Linked DNA regions of Mus musculus: region 1 is linked to region 2. A link is a contact called in public HiChIP or PLAC-seq data. All regions are on one chromosome and are shown on one strand. The core of a region is the stretch at or near the end of the contact, and the rest is flanking DNA. Distances in the headings are between cores, read along the strand shown.

The links. HiChIP or PLAC-seq counts read pairs in DNA pulled down with a chosen protein or histone mark.
Region 1: a contact with region 2 is called in an H3K27ac HiChIP or PLAC-seq map of embryonic stem cells, with 6 times the contacts expected there. The contact joins the enhancer-like site here to the promoter of Tirap in region 2. A contact is called at or near these places in 8 of 39 promoter capture datasets (the 3T3-L1 cell line, embryonic stem cells, hippocampal neurons and 4 more) and 1 of 115 datasets of contacts at active chromatin or transcription factors (embryonic stem cells).

What each region holds. Positions count from the first base shown.
Region 1 is chr9:36,801,628-36,808,894 of GRCm38.p6, forward strand. No RefSeq gene overlaps it. Among named protein-coding and RNA genes, the nearest start is that of Ei24, 7.9 kb to the left of the region's middle. Within about 2 kb of position 1,979, at least 5 of the 459 cell types and tissues checked have an H3K27ac peak or open chromatin away from gene starts, as enhancers often do. A contact at or near this core is called in embryonic stem cells, where this site is marked.
Region 2 is chr9:35,197,274-35,204,502 of GRCm38.p6, forward strand. It overlaps Tirap (toll-interleukin 1 receptor (TIR) domain-containing adaptor protein), which reads right to left and starts at 2,692. Exons shown (of 7, transcript NM_054096.2): 1 at 2,584-2,692; 2 at 1,938-2,046. It overlaps Foxred1 (FAD-dependent oxidoreductase domain containing 1), which reads right to left. Exons shown (of 11, transcript NM_001291448.1): 11 at 6,935-7,229.

The DNA of each region.
Region 1 (7,267 bases), core at 729-3,228, 1.6 Mb after region 2:
GGAAGGAGAAGAAGAAGAAGAAGAAGAAGAAGAAGAAGAAGAAGAAGAAGAAGAAGAAGAAGAAGAAGAAGAAGAAGAAGAAGAAGAAGAAGAAAAGGAGGAGGAGGAGGAGGAGGAGGAGAGGAGGAGGAGGAGAAGAAGAAGAAGAAGAGGAGGAGGAGGAGGAGGAGAAGAACAAGAAGAAGAAGATTTAAGTGGATTAATAATAAACTGATTCTTGTAATTATCAATTACAAAGCAACAGCTCTTCCTTCAAACTTTATTCTTTCTTTAAAAAAATAAAATCACAGTTTAAAGCCAGGTATAGCTCTAGCAACTGGGAGTCTGAGGCTGGAGGATCACTTGAGCCCACAAATTCAGTTCCAGGTAGAATAAAGGCAGCAAGATCAAATCTAACTGACAAAGGAAAAAAATAAAATAAAAAGAAGCTGGGCGGTGGTGACCACACCTTTAATCCCAGCATTTAGCCAGGTGGATCTCGGAGCTCAAGGCCAGCCTGTTCTACAGAGTGAGTTTCAGGACAGCCAGGGCTACATAGAGAAATGTGTCTTTAAAAAACAAAAAAGAAGTGGGGCAGTGGTTGCACACACCTTTACTCCCAGCACCCAGGAGGCAGAAGCAGGCATATCTCTGTGAGTTCAAGGCCAGCTTGGTCTGCAGAGTGAGTTCCAGGATAGCCAGGGCTATACAGAGAAACCCTGTTTAGAAAAAAAAAAAGGAAAAGAGAGAGGGGGGGGGGGAACATAGGGCTGAAGATGTAGCTGTGTGCTACAGCACTACCCTAACATGAAGGAGGCTCTAGGTTTAGTTCCCTGAACTTCAAAGCAGAGGTGAAAATTGGTTGAAGTGGAAACTTAGGGTTCTTTGGAAAGTTAGTTGTGTCAGATAGTGTTTTGCTGCCATCAATACATGAAAGAGCATTTCTCTGAAGCAGACACAGGTGAAAGGATGTTCCACTAAAGCAAGCACGTGAAAGGACAAGTGACGAGGATTCTTAGCTAACAACACACTTTGGCTTTATTAGCTACTTTGAAATTTCTTCCTTGCCTGGCAAATACAAAAGTGGATGCTCACAGTCATCTATAGGATGGAACACAGGGCCCCCAATGGAGAAGCTAGAGAAAGCACCCAAGGAGCTGAAGGGGTCTGCAACCCTATAGGTGGAACAACAATATGAACTAACCAGTACCTCCAGAGCTCGTGTCTCTAGCTGCATATGTATCAGAAGCTGGCCTAGTCAGCCATCGTTGGGAAGAGAGGCCCCTTGGTATTGCAAACTTTATATGCTTCAGTACAGGGGAACACCAGGGCCAAGAAGTGGGAGTGGGTGGGTAAGGGAGCAGGGTGGGGGGAAGGTATAGGGAACTTTCTGGATATCATTTAAAATGTAAATAAAGAAAATACCTAATAAAAAAAAAAGAAAGAAATGTCTTCCTTTCTCTTTTTGTCTTCTTGTTTTGAGACAGGGTCTTTTTATTATGTAGATCGGACTGTCCAGGAACTCGCTATGTGCATTTGGCTGACCTTGAACTCACAAAGATCTGTCTGCCTCTGCCTTTTGAGGGCTGAGATTATGCATTAAAATTTTTGATTCTTCATCAACAGAAAGACAAACTGGATCCCATTGTGAGAGGCTTCTTTTCCTTCTTGTGTCCCTGTTTGTTTTGTTTTGTTTTGTTTTGTTTTTCTGTTTTTCCGTTTTGCCTTAATACTTTTTGTTTCCAAAGAGCATTCACTTACTGTTGTAGAATTAGACACCACTTGTCAGACAAGCAGGGGAGATCATTATTGTAGTGGTTTTGCTATGGAAGAAGCTCATAAAAACAGTATTTAACTCAGAAGACTCCGTCTTCAGTGACGGAGCTTGGATGAGCTCATGAAAGAAATAAAATGAAAGAGAAAAGCTTCAGCCAAGCTTGGTGGTGCACACCTGGATTCGGCAGCACGTGGGGGGAGGGGGAAAGCAGAAAGACCAGGACTCCAGTTCATCCTCAGCTAAACAGTGCACTCAGGGCTAGCCTGCTCTATATGAGACCCTGCCTCAAAACAAACGCGAAAATCATATAAAAGGTGTCAGAATAAAGATGGAGTCAAAATAAAGATGGAGTTGTTTGTGTCAACCATGAGAGAGACAGAGAGAGAGAGGAGGGGGAGGGGGAGGGGGAAAGGGAGAGGGAGAGAGGAACAAGCAAGCTGTTTATCAGTCTGGAGAAATGGCTCAGCGGTTAAGAGCACTGACTGCTCTTCCAGAGGTCATGAGTTCAATTCCCAGCATCCACATGGTGGCTCACAACCATCTGTAATGGAATCCGATGCCCTTTTCTGGTGAGTCTGAAGACAGTTAAGGTGTAATCATATAAATAAAATAAAAAAATGATTCCTTAAGAGAGAGAGAATGTTTATCTATCACAAGACTGCCAAAACCTTCGACTACAAGTACTTATGCTCATCAAGTGCTGGCTCGACTTCAGACTGAACCCCCCAACACCCACACCCACACAAATGGGTTTACTTATGTAGCTCTAGCTGGCTTGTAACTTGTAACAGGGTGGCCTGGAACTAACAGAAATATTCTTGCCTCAGCATCCCCAGTGCTGGGATAATGATGCCATTCTTGTTATTAGTCATTGTGACCAAGAGTTGTCATTTCAACATATACAATGTAATCCTCTAGATTTCTGTCTTTAAAAGTAACCCATTTACCCAGGTATGAGATCACCATGCTTGTAAGCCTAGTATTTGAGAGATGAAGGCAGTGGAGTTGAGGTAAATTCTAAGCCACCCTTGGGGGTGGGGATGGGGTGGCAGAACAATGCTCTGTGGGGGGCGGAGAGGAAGAAGAGAGGGTGAAGAAGACACACCTCCACCACCTTGAATACGGTCACAGTTTACAGCATGAACATTCTCACTGCAATGTTCTGCTATTTTCAATTATAATGCTATTCCAAAATAAATACCCCTATTCACTAGAGAATCCCTCATGTTTTTAATTTAGGTGATAGTCCTGGGTATAGTGGCTCATTCTCTCCAGTCCAACCGTTGTTTGACAGGCTGTGGCAGAAGGACTGCTTCTGAGAACTCAAACCGGAGTCACATTGTCATACATTGTTATTAACTCTCTATACATTTCTGTTTCCTACTGTATCCTTCCAGCCTTGTTTTTCAGCCTATGCTGATCCTGTAACCCCATGATGTATACCCATGCCGTTTGCCTTGCTAAAGCTTCTGTGATGCTCCCTTTCTGTCTGATGTATTCCTCCCCTCATCTACCCACAGTCAGCCTTGAACCCTGAGTCCCCCATTCTTTCTGTCCAAGTGCTAACAGCCAATTATCTCAAGAGCCATTTTGTACCCTAACCTTTCCCCATAAAAGTGACCTCAAAAGCCGGTGAAGGGTTGCTTTCTAAAACCCTGACTTAGAGGGAGGCCGTCATCTAGCCAGCCCCTTGTGCGAGTCTAACTACAGCTTGCTTTAATCAGAGAGTAGTGGAAATGTTTTTCCTCAGGTCTAACACTTCCAGTTCAGTGACAATCTAGACTACATAGACATTTCCAGGCAACCAGCAAGAGAATAAATAAGGAAAGTGTTAGTTTCAAACCTATGGACAAGTGGCTGAGGTGCCCATTTAACATACCCAGTAACAAGTAGGAACTGAAGGATGCTGGGAGAACCTGGAGGGCAGGTCTGCTTTGGTATGTTTGATATGTAAAACACACACAGACATACAGAGGCACAGACAGACAGATACACACACATACACACAGGCACACACACACTCCCACAGGAAGTTGTAAAATAAGGAATGTGAAAGGCCTGCTACATCTTAGATGCCTAATAAATCTTAGTATTGTTCTCCTTTGGAAGAGTCTAAGCCTAGAAGCTAGAGCATCTGGACTCTAGATCTGGTATTATTGATGGTTTACTATGCCGCAAAACCAAAGTAGGAGAGAACGTCTTCTAGATTCTATGCATGTAAGCAAATCCTGCTGGCTATGATGAACTCTCTAGCCCAGGGGCTGGGGTCCCCTTCCCCCAGAGGACTTTCACTGTATAATCCTGACATTATAGTTAGCCAATGCTTTTTTATTTTTACCTTTGACCTTCTGGCTGCTATACTTAGTTCCGCTCTCCCCTCCCCTCCCCCTCTCACCACATGGTTCAGGGTCATGACCACTCTGAACTCTCCCAGATGTGTCTGTCTCTGGCAACTATCTCTCACATATAGATAATTAACTTTCTCCTCCATCACACCTAGGCACAGTCCTTTCTCTCTCTCTCTCTCTTTTTTCATTCAGAAAGATGTTGGCAGGGAAGTGATCACAAAGGAGCTCTTACACACTGGTGCTAAGAATGTAAACTAGCCCTTCCACTGTGAAAAATCAACATGGAGCTACCTCCAAAAATTTAAAAATAGGGCTGAAGATGTACTTCAGTTGGCAGAGTGCTTGCCTACTATACACGAGGCCCTAGGTTCCATCTCAAGCAACTCATAAAATGGGCATGGTGCTATCTGCCTGTAACCCCAGTTTTAGGAGCCTGGGCAAGAGTATCAGAAGTTCAGGGTCCATCAGGCCTAGTCTGTGAATTCTAGGAGACTTTTCTGAAAGGGGTGTGGCTCCTCGAGGTACAAGTCACACTGAGGCACTAAATTCTCAACAGAAAGGAGATTTATTACGCTGGGGGTGGTGTAGGGCTGCCTCTGGATCCAGGCAAAGGCTGCCAGCCAGGAGAATGTTTTTGTATGTATGGTATGTATGTATGTATGCATGTATGTATGTATGTATGTATGTATGTATGTGTAAGTCCTGATTGGGCAGGTTAGCCAGTATAGCCAAATAAATAATGAATTTTGTTTGGGCTTTGGTGTTTGGTCTCAGGAATGAGTCAGTGGCCAGATAAGGGAATAGGCCTTGTAGGCAAGCTTTAGGAATGTAATCTAAAGGTTAGGAAGGGAGAAGGAAGGGGGGGGGGATAGGCAAGACCTGCCTGCAATGCTAGCCATGCTCGGGCTTGCTACAGCCCTTCATGTTCAAAGCAAACAAACAAACAAAACTTACCTAAAAATAGACCTACATAGGACCAGGCTCTGCCATTCATGGAATTTACCCAAATGATTCCAAGTCAACACATCACAGGCGTACCTACACACCATCTTTATTGCAGCATTGTCTGCAACCTAATGCCCACCAACAGAGGAATGGATAAAGAAAATGGAGTTTATTCACATATGCAATGAAAATGTCTCAGTCATAAAGAATTGAAGTTATGTCATTGCATGGGGGAGGGGGGCAACTAGATAAAAGCACATTAACAAACTCGATCTCCAAAAGTTAAGTATGTAACATGTTTTCTCTCATGTATGTATCCTAGACTTTATAGATTCATAAAATCATGTATGTACAGATGACATGAAAACAGAAGCAAAACTGGAATAAAAGGTTAATGGACGCAGGAGGGCAAAAAAGGGAAGGGAGCCTCTTATATTCAAAGTATATTGTATATTTGCATGAAAATGTGCTCATGTAATTCAGTATAAAAAAATAGTCAAGGCCCAATACAGTAACAAGATATACATGTGTGTATATCCCACTAAGCTGCTTACATGCATAGAATCTAGAAGACTTTCTCTCCAGATCTAGAGTCCAGGTGCTCTAGCTTCTAGGCTTAGACTCTTCCAAAGGAGAACAATACTATGATTTATTAGGCATCTAAGATGTAGCAGGCCTTTCACATTCCTTATTTTACTGTGTGTGTGTGTTTGCATGTGCGTGTGCGTATGCGTGTCTGTATCTGTGTCTGTGTGTGTATGTCTGTGTGTATTTTACAGGGATGAACATAGGGTCTCATGCATACTAGGCAGACTAACTACTACTAAACTATATATCCCCTGTTTTGTTTTTATTTTTTATTTCTTTGTTTTGATACAAAGTTTTGCTAAATTGCTGCGACTGGTCTCAATCCCACTCTTTATCCCAGGCAGTCCTTGAATTTCTGATCTTGTTACTTCAGCCTTTTGAGTAGCTGGAATTACAGGCTTTTGCCACCAAGCCAAACATGGCAGAATCTTCCTCCTCTTCTCCTTCCTTCCTTCCTTCCTTCCTTCCTTCCTTCCTTCCTTCCTTCCTTCCTTCCTCTCTCTCTCTCTCGCTTTCTTTCTTTCTTTCTTTCTTTCTTTCTTTCTTTCTTTCTTTCTTTCTTTCTTTTTTTCTTCCTTTCTTCCTCTCTTTCTTTCTTTGCTTCTCTTTCTTTCTCTCTCTCTTTTTTCTTTCTTTCTTTTCTCTTTTTTTCTTTGCTTCCTCCTTCTCTTTTTCGCTTTTGTTTTGTGAGACAGAGTGTCATAGCACAGGGTAGTCTCAAACTTGCTGTTTAACTGAGGATGATCTTGACCTCCTAATACTCCTGTTTCTACTTCCCTAGTGCTGGGATAACAGGCATGCACTGCCTATTATATTGTTTACAACCAGGTTTTCCAGTGCCCAGTGTCACTCCCTTTTATTTAGCACATCTACCTTCCCTTGTGGGTCACTACAGGCCTTTATTAACTTTAGACTGTATATCATCATCACTAAGGTAGTGTTCTTCTCACTTTAATGTGAAAATGCCTTTAGACTTTGCACAACACTGATTGTGATTCAGTTGATCTGGGGTGAGGGCCAAGATTCTGTAGTTCCAACAGCTTCCCAAGTGATCCCAATAATCATTTACTAAGTGCCCGTTATCTCTCTTAGCTAGGTGTTTTGGACACACGGTGTTCTCAACTTGCTTTCTTCCAACAGGGAAACACATAAGGTAATGAAATGAACAAAGTATTAGGGGAACATAAGGTTAGCAAAAGGCTAGATACAAAGGGAACCATGCTCCATGCAAGCAGCACCAGGAAAGCTATTGGGTATATTTGGAGCACTGGAATCTATTCGCTATGGCTGGGACTTAGAATAGGAGGAGAATTGGCAAGAGACACACTTCCTTTTTTATTGCCAGGCTCTAATTGCCAGGCTCTTGTCAAATAATAACATTTAGTGGTAAGCAAAGCAGACGGCAAGTCTGCCTTAACAGAGTTCATGTAGACATAGAATGAAATAAAGTAGAACAGAACGAAATAAAATCTGGGTCTGAGGCTTGAGGATTTCTGAGATTGAAAAAAAAAAAAAAACAAAAACAAAGGAACAAAACAAGATAATGGTTAATGGTATTAAATAATGACAAACAAAACATAGAAATACCATACAAAATGACTGCCCAGGTAGCTGCCATTGGCTATCCAAA
Region 2 (7,229 bases), core at 1,442-3,941:
TTGTGGGGAAAAGGTTGAAGAAAGTGCCTAGGATCTTGAGGCCAGCCTCTGACCTGCACACTACCGGAGTCAAAAGGATTTATTGGAGCTGGGCAGTGATGGCACACACCTTTAATCCCAGCACTTAGGAGGCAGAGGCAGGCAGATTTCTGAGTTTGAGGCCAGCGTGGTCTACAGAGTGAGTTCCAGGACAGCCAGGGCTACACAGAGAAACCCTGTCTTGGAAAACCAAAAAAAAAAAAAAAAAAAAAAAAGGATTTACTGTAAAGCAACAACAGCAGTGTAGGCAGAATGACTGCCAGGGAAGGGGAAGCCAACAACAGAAAACCAATGTCACTAAACAGACCTGCAGCCATGCAATCCTCTGCCTTCAATAATGGTGATGGTGACACTGAAGTCAGTAGAAAAGGTTTGTTTTACCCCAGGCTTGTTACAGCTCCTTAGATAGCTGAGGATGACATTGAACGTCTTCTGAGCTTTCTGCCTCCACCTGAGGTGCTGGGATTATTGGCAAGGGCTACCAAGCCCAGTTTTAGGCCATGCTGGCCATCCAACCCAAGGCTCTGTGCAGGTAAGCGTTCTATCTACTGAGCTAGCTATACCACCAGCCCGGAAAGGTGCTCTTTGCAGTCCATAGTATTAGGTCAACTTAAGTAGTGTTGTGGGGAAAATTAATCTCAATCTTGCATCTCAAACCATGAAAATTACATTTTAAATGGATAGGAGAGTTATCTGTCACCAGCAATAAAGATCTTATAGGAAAATATATGACCTAGTTTCTGACTTTGGAGTAGACAAAGCAAAATACAAATTGCTTTCTGAGACATGGTCTCATTCTGTAGAGGCTGGCCTAGAACTCAGTATGTAGGCCAGGGTGGTCTCAAACTCACAACAATCGCCCTGAGTGCTGAGACACAGGTTCAAGAACCATTATGTCTTGGGGGCGGGGGTGGGAAGGGGAGAAATCAAATGTGATACAGTCTGTAGGAGGGGAAATGATAAATTGGAAAATATTAACGTGAAGACTTTTGCTCCAAAGATACCATTAGGAGAGTAAGGAGACTCTACTGGGACAGGGAAAACATTTAAAAACGTGTATCTAACAACCGTCCAAATCCCAAATATTTCAAGAACTCTATAAACTGCTAAGAGACACACAGTTGGGGAGTAGACCTGAATAGTCATTTCACAGAGAGGATATTCAAATGACCAACAGACCAAAAGATGCTCGGTTTACCGGGCCTCAGAAAAATGCAAATTGAAACCTCCGGGCTTCAAAGCTGTGTAGTCAGCAGAACGGCTACAGAGAGAAGGCCGCTGGCTGGAGCGTGATGGGGACATGGAAGAATGGGAGCACACAGAATGTGCTGCTGGGAGTGACTGCCGTAACTTCTGTGCTTGCTTGCTTTGTTTTGAGATAGGGTTTGATAGCCCAGGCTGGCCCTGAACTTACCTCTTCTCACCTCCACCAGCGTGCTGGGATCACAGGTGTCTGCTGTGATAGCCAGCAAGCACAGTTTTTATTTTTAGCTTAGAAAATGTTCGTTTCTGTGCATGGATGTTTTGCCTGTGTGTGTGTGTGTGTGTCTATATATCACTTTCATGCCATGTGCCTGTAGAGGCCAGAGAGGGCATTGGGTCATCCGGAACCAGAGTTTGTGACAGAGATGTTTGTGAGCCACTATGTGGGTGAGGAGATTCAACTAGGGTCCTCTGAAACAGCAGCCAGTGCTCTTAACCACCGAGCCTCTGCTCTGGCCCCAAACACAACTGTTTTAGAAAGCTACTGCACACTATCAAACTGAGCAAAGGTACAAAAGTCACACAAACTCAAAACAGGCCAAAGCTGAAAACAACCATGTTCAGTAAATCGGATGACCAGTCCACAGTCCACCTTTTCGACATGATGTTATACATCAAGCAGCATATGTACGTACATAGACTTACTGTTCTGGATGCAGGTTACACAAGAAAGCCTGTGAAAAGTGGCTTGGTAGGACTCGGGATCTGTGTTTCGGTATGCTGGTTGATATTGTTTCTTAAAGTCTGAAAACAAAGCAAGGCTTCCTCTGAGTCATTCCTGGGTAGGTCTGTCCGATGGAGAACTCCCTACTTCCTTCTCTAGTTGCGCTTCTCGGGTTTCTGGTTTACCTGCCAGCCAGTGTCTGACCTAAGGACCGAACTGTTCCTACTCCCCTAGTCCCTCTGGTACTTGGCACTGTAGTAATCCCTGGTGGATGCCCGTTAAATGACCGTGATAGCAACGCCCAGTGGGTTCTTAACTTTAAATAAAGTGACACTAATGCAGAACTTTGCCACAAAGTCAAGCCCAGAGGGGCCAGGTTATGACAGGGCAGAGACTTCAGGGAGCTAGGGAGAGCCACTTGATGTGGCCGGACTGCTTGAAGCCCAGCCGGACTAACAGCTCCATGCTGGCATCGGTGCCACAGAAAGGTGGCGGCTTTCGGGGGAGTGCTGGACCCCAGATTGGAAGGGGCGGATCAGGGGAGCGTTGTCCCGGGGAAAGGGCTGACTCGGCAGGGCCCGTCCGCCCACCGCCCCGCGTCCCCGCCGCCCGCTCACCTACGCGGCTCCACGCTGCGGGTTGCAGACTCGTCCGGGAAGTGCCCGCGCCCCGGCTCCCGGAAGCTCCTCGGCCACGGCCCTCCCGCCCGCACTAGCCACTCTCCTGCCCACACCCGCCGGCCGGACCCTAGGGGGCGCTCGCCAGTCCGCGTCGCTCAAGATTCCCAGCTGCCTGGTTACGACCCGAGGCTGAACCCAGACACCCGAGCTCCCTGAGGCTGCCGTGAAGCCCTGAGCCGCGGTTTGTCTTGTGTGAGGGCAAAGGGACGAGGAGAAAACTCCAGAAAGGGAGGTGCAGACCTTACCTTCTTTCGCACGGTTGGGGAAAATGAGACTTTCATCCCCTTAAGTAAGGTAGGTTAAGTGGACAAAGAAGCCGGCTAGCCCCTGGGAGGTCCGTTCTTTTACTGGGATATGGGTCCCATTAAGGTTGCTGCCCACAGGCTGGAATCAGTCTGGCCAAAAGTGCTGGCCTTCAGGGCAGGGATTTCCTAATGGCATTTCAACTGCATTTCCAAGGGTACCAAAATAACTGCAAAAAAAGGGTGGCTGGGCAAAGTGTTGGTAAGCCCTGATGAAATATTTAAGTCCTCTGCCTCCACTTCTTAGAGTTCCTGCTGTGAGCTTTGTGAAACGCCAAGGGAATATTGTTATTAAAACACCAACCTAAAACCAACTCACATGAAATACTGCAGGTGGCAGGAGTAGAATGGGCTGGTGTAAGGCCTTATTAGCCCACTCTTGATTTCTTTTTCTCTCCAGCCAAGCCAACCTGTAACTTGTTCAGAGGGAGGCAGTTGATGCCGTGGCGCTGTTCATGAATGATCTTTCTAGGTTTACTCATCAAAATTACATTCTCTGGATGCTGGTGTTGTGAGAGATGAATATTCATAAGAATTCCTGGAAAGCAATTGTGTCTGCAAAGGCTGACTTACTGATTAGAACTGCAGTGAGTTGGAGAGATAGGAATATTGCCTGTCCGGAGGCTCAGCTAGCTCTAAACCCCACGGATCGGCCAGCCATACCTTGAGCAGATCCCTAGCTGCCCAACCCGAAAGCTATCATCAGATAACACCTGAGTCCTACAGCAAAGGTCTCCCCAGCCCCAGTCTTGCTGTACTGCCTCTGCGATGTGCCCGACAATGTATTTTAAACTTGGCTTGATTTATGACTTTGTTCTGTAACAATTTAAAACGTTGTGAAGCTCCTTCCACACTGAAACATGCAGTTTAGGATAACCTAAATCTATATTCCTGGGACGTGGTCACTCAGGTATGGCTCAAGAATAAACCATTTCTTTTTTTTTTTTTTTTTTTTTTTAGCATATCTAAACCCTTTTTTTTTTAAAAGATTTTATTTATTTATTTATTTATTTATTTATTTATGTAAGCACACTGTCGCTGTCTTCAGACACTCCAGAAGAGGGAGTCAGATTTCGTTACGGATGGTTGTGAGCCACCATGTGGTTGCTGGGATTTGAACTCTGGACCTTCAGAAGAGCAGTCGGGTGCTCTTACCCACTGAGCCATCTCACCAGCCCCGAATAAACCATTTCTTATCCTGTTAGGGATAAAAGCTTTTGGGAAAGAGCTGTCTCACACCCACCCTCCACCCCAACCCCCAGCAGCTGGACACCCAGCAGTTGCTCACACTTGGTGGATGGCTCCTTGGCGAGGACATCTCTGCTTCTCCCTTTGGCCTCTGCCCAGCTGTGCTTGTGAAAACTGCCTCTCTTCCAGCCAGGTTCATTTTTGCATCCTGTAAGGAAAGATTTCCTCCCCAATAGCCTAGGCTAGCTTCAAACTTGTAATTAAAATGAATGAATTTTTTTTTCATCTTCCTGCCTCTAAGTTCTGGGATTAAAGGCTTGGGCCACTCTACCTGGCCAAGAAACTGAGGCTGGAGTACCTGCCCACCCAGAGGACCTGAGTTGATGCCCAGCACCCATATCCAGTGGCTCACAGTTGTATGTAACTCCAGCTTGAGGGAAGGACTCCCTTGTCATCTGCCCCCACCCCCAGCATACACGCACAAATGAAATAAAGATTTTACACATTATTATTGCATGTGTGTAGGTCAGAGGGCAGCTTTTGGGAGTTGGTTCTCTTCTACCTTGTTGAGGTAGGATATCTCTTGTCTCCACCATCCTATGTACTCCAGGCTGGCTGGCTCTTGAGGTTCCAGGCAATTCCCCTGTCTCTACTTTCCTGACATATTGAACCCTGGGATTGCACACATATGCAACCATACCATGCATTTTAACTTGGGTTCTGGGGATTGAAACTAAGCTGTCAGGCCTAAATGGCATCTTGAGCCATCTGCCCTACCTCTCATTGCAGTATAAACCCCCTGGGGCCAGGAAGGATCTTTAGGGTCCAGCAGGAATGCTTCGATGGGCAGAGTACAGGAGAAAGTGTGGGGTTGCTAGATTTGGGGACAAAGATGAGGGCTTGGCCCAGCCCCTCATATAGTTGAAAGGGCAAAGCAGATGCAATCACATGTCCATAAAGGCTTTCTCATGAGACAAGATTAAAGCCCTGTGGAAGTAGGGGTTTCCTTAAGCACTGATTACAACATCTATTTCTTTGAACCCTTAGACTGATGCTGTGCTGAAATCACTATGGGGCACTGTGAATGTTGGTGGGTTACATGGACTGATCAATGGAAGAGAGCCACTACAGGATGAATTCAGGCTTCTTAGCAGCGTGGGGTGGGGGGGGGTGGGGTGGGTGGGTGGGAGGAGCCTCTGTGGGACTGAAACCCACAGCTGCCTTGAAGCTCTTTTCAGTTACATAAAAGGCATCTTTAGCAAGTCAATTTCTGCATACCAAAACCTCTTATCTGATTTAGGGGCTATCTTGCTATCTTGAAAGAACTATCACCTAAGCAATTCTCAGCCGTGGGAAACATTATCTCCTGACTAAGATGGGCAAAAGCTCTAAGAAACCTTCAAAGGAATAACCCCATACAAATCTCAGATAACAGTCGCTGACAAAAGGGTACTTCAAAGCTTAGGTGCCATCACTCCAGATTCATGGCAGATACAAAGGTTTGTTAAAAGTCGGCTACAGAGTACCTCTATAATCCAGGGCTAACCAATTCTCTGACCTATCTCTTTAGCCTAAAGCCTGTCCACCCTGTTCATGACAAGACCCTTCTAATATTTCAGCACTACCTTCTGGTGAGTTTTCTTTTGCTTACTGCCTAATTTCTGGCTCTCTTCAAGCCACACTCAGGCTCTATACTCCTAGCTGGCCCATCTCCTCTCCTGTCCCCTCCCCTATATGGTGTCTACCTCTTTTACTTTTTATTTACTCCAAAGGACTTCGGAAGGAGCCATTTTCCTAGGAAGCTCAACTCTGGTTCCCTCTCTTCTGTAACTTCTCTCTGTGCCTTAGATTGCATTCCCTGGTCACCACTGACCTGCTAGGTGCTAAGCCCAGCTGTCATGTGACATATCATTCTAGTGCCTGCTTCTTGTCTTCATGATTCCATTTAACTGGATTTTCTCCTGCCTCATGGGCCACTTTCAGCAATCACCTGTTCTCTCTAAATGTCAGTGGGTACCCCAGCTTTTCTGTGTTGTCCTTAATGCTTTGCTTTCCTTTGTTGATGCCGTTATCACCTGTCTACACTCAGACTGCCCACCCAATTTGTCCAATCACCCCTCACACCTCCCACAGGCACTTTTCTTTCAGTTTGTCCCACACCAGACCACTCATTTTGCTGTTCTTCCCTCTGTCGTTTTGGTAAGAATGGTGCCTGTTTGACTATTAAGCCAGAAACTTGGGAAACACTGACTCTATTTCATGTTCATTGTCACATTGCTCCACGGGTTTCCCACCAAGACTGTTATCTGTTAAGTAGACTAAACAGCCTTTGTCTACAGCCTGCTTCCTGCTTTGCTATCTTTGTTCTCTTCAAGGGGACCAGTGACTTCCCCCAGCTCCTCTCTGTTGGTGCTGAGGATCACATCCAGGGCCATCCACTTGCTAAGCAAGCACTCTACCACTGGGCTACACCCTAGCCAGACAGATTTTTAAAAAGAAAATCCGATCATGTTGCTTCCATATTTAAAAATCTGCTGGGTTTCTGCCGAGGTGAAATCCAAGCTTCTCAGTGTGGCTCTTCAGATCCTGGCTCCTTCTTTCCCCAAAGCTCCATGATCCAGTCAGAAAGCTACTCTGAATCCTGCTATAGACTGAATGTGGTAGTCAGAAGCTGGAGGTTTATAGAAGCTAACTAGAACCATTTCTTTCCCTAGAACCACTGCTCCTGTAACAGGATAGTAGCTTGCAAACAAGATGCCTCCCACAGAGGATCTAAGAAACACTCTCAAGAGGCTGCCTTTTTTTTTTTTTTTAAGATTTATTTATTTTATGTATGTGAGTACATTGTCACTGTCTTCAGACAGAGTAGAAGAGGGTATCAGATTCCATTACAGATGGTTGGTTGTGAGCCACCATGTGGTTGCTAGGAACTGAACTCAGCACCTCTGGAAGAGCAGTCAGTGCTCTTAACCATCTCTCCAGCCCCCAAAGCTGCCTTTTTAATGGCACAATACTTCAAAAGCTTCTACCATGAGAAGAAAAGTAGGAAGAACATAAGGCCAGATTAAAGAACAGGTTAATAGACAAGTCAAT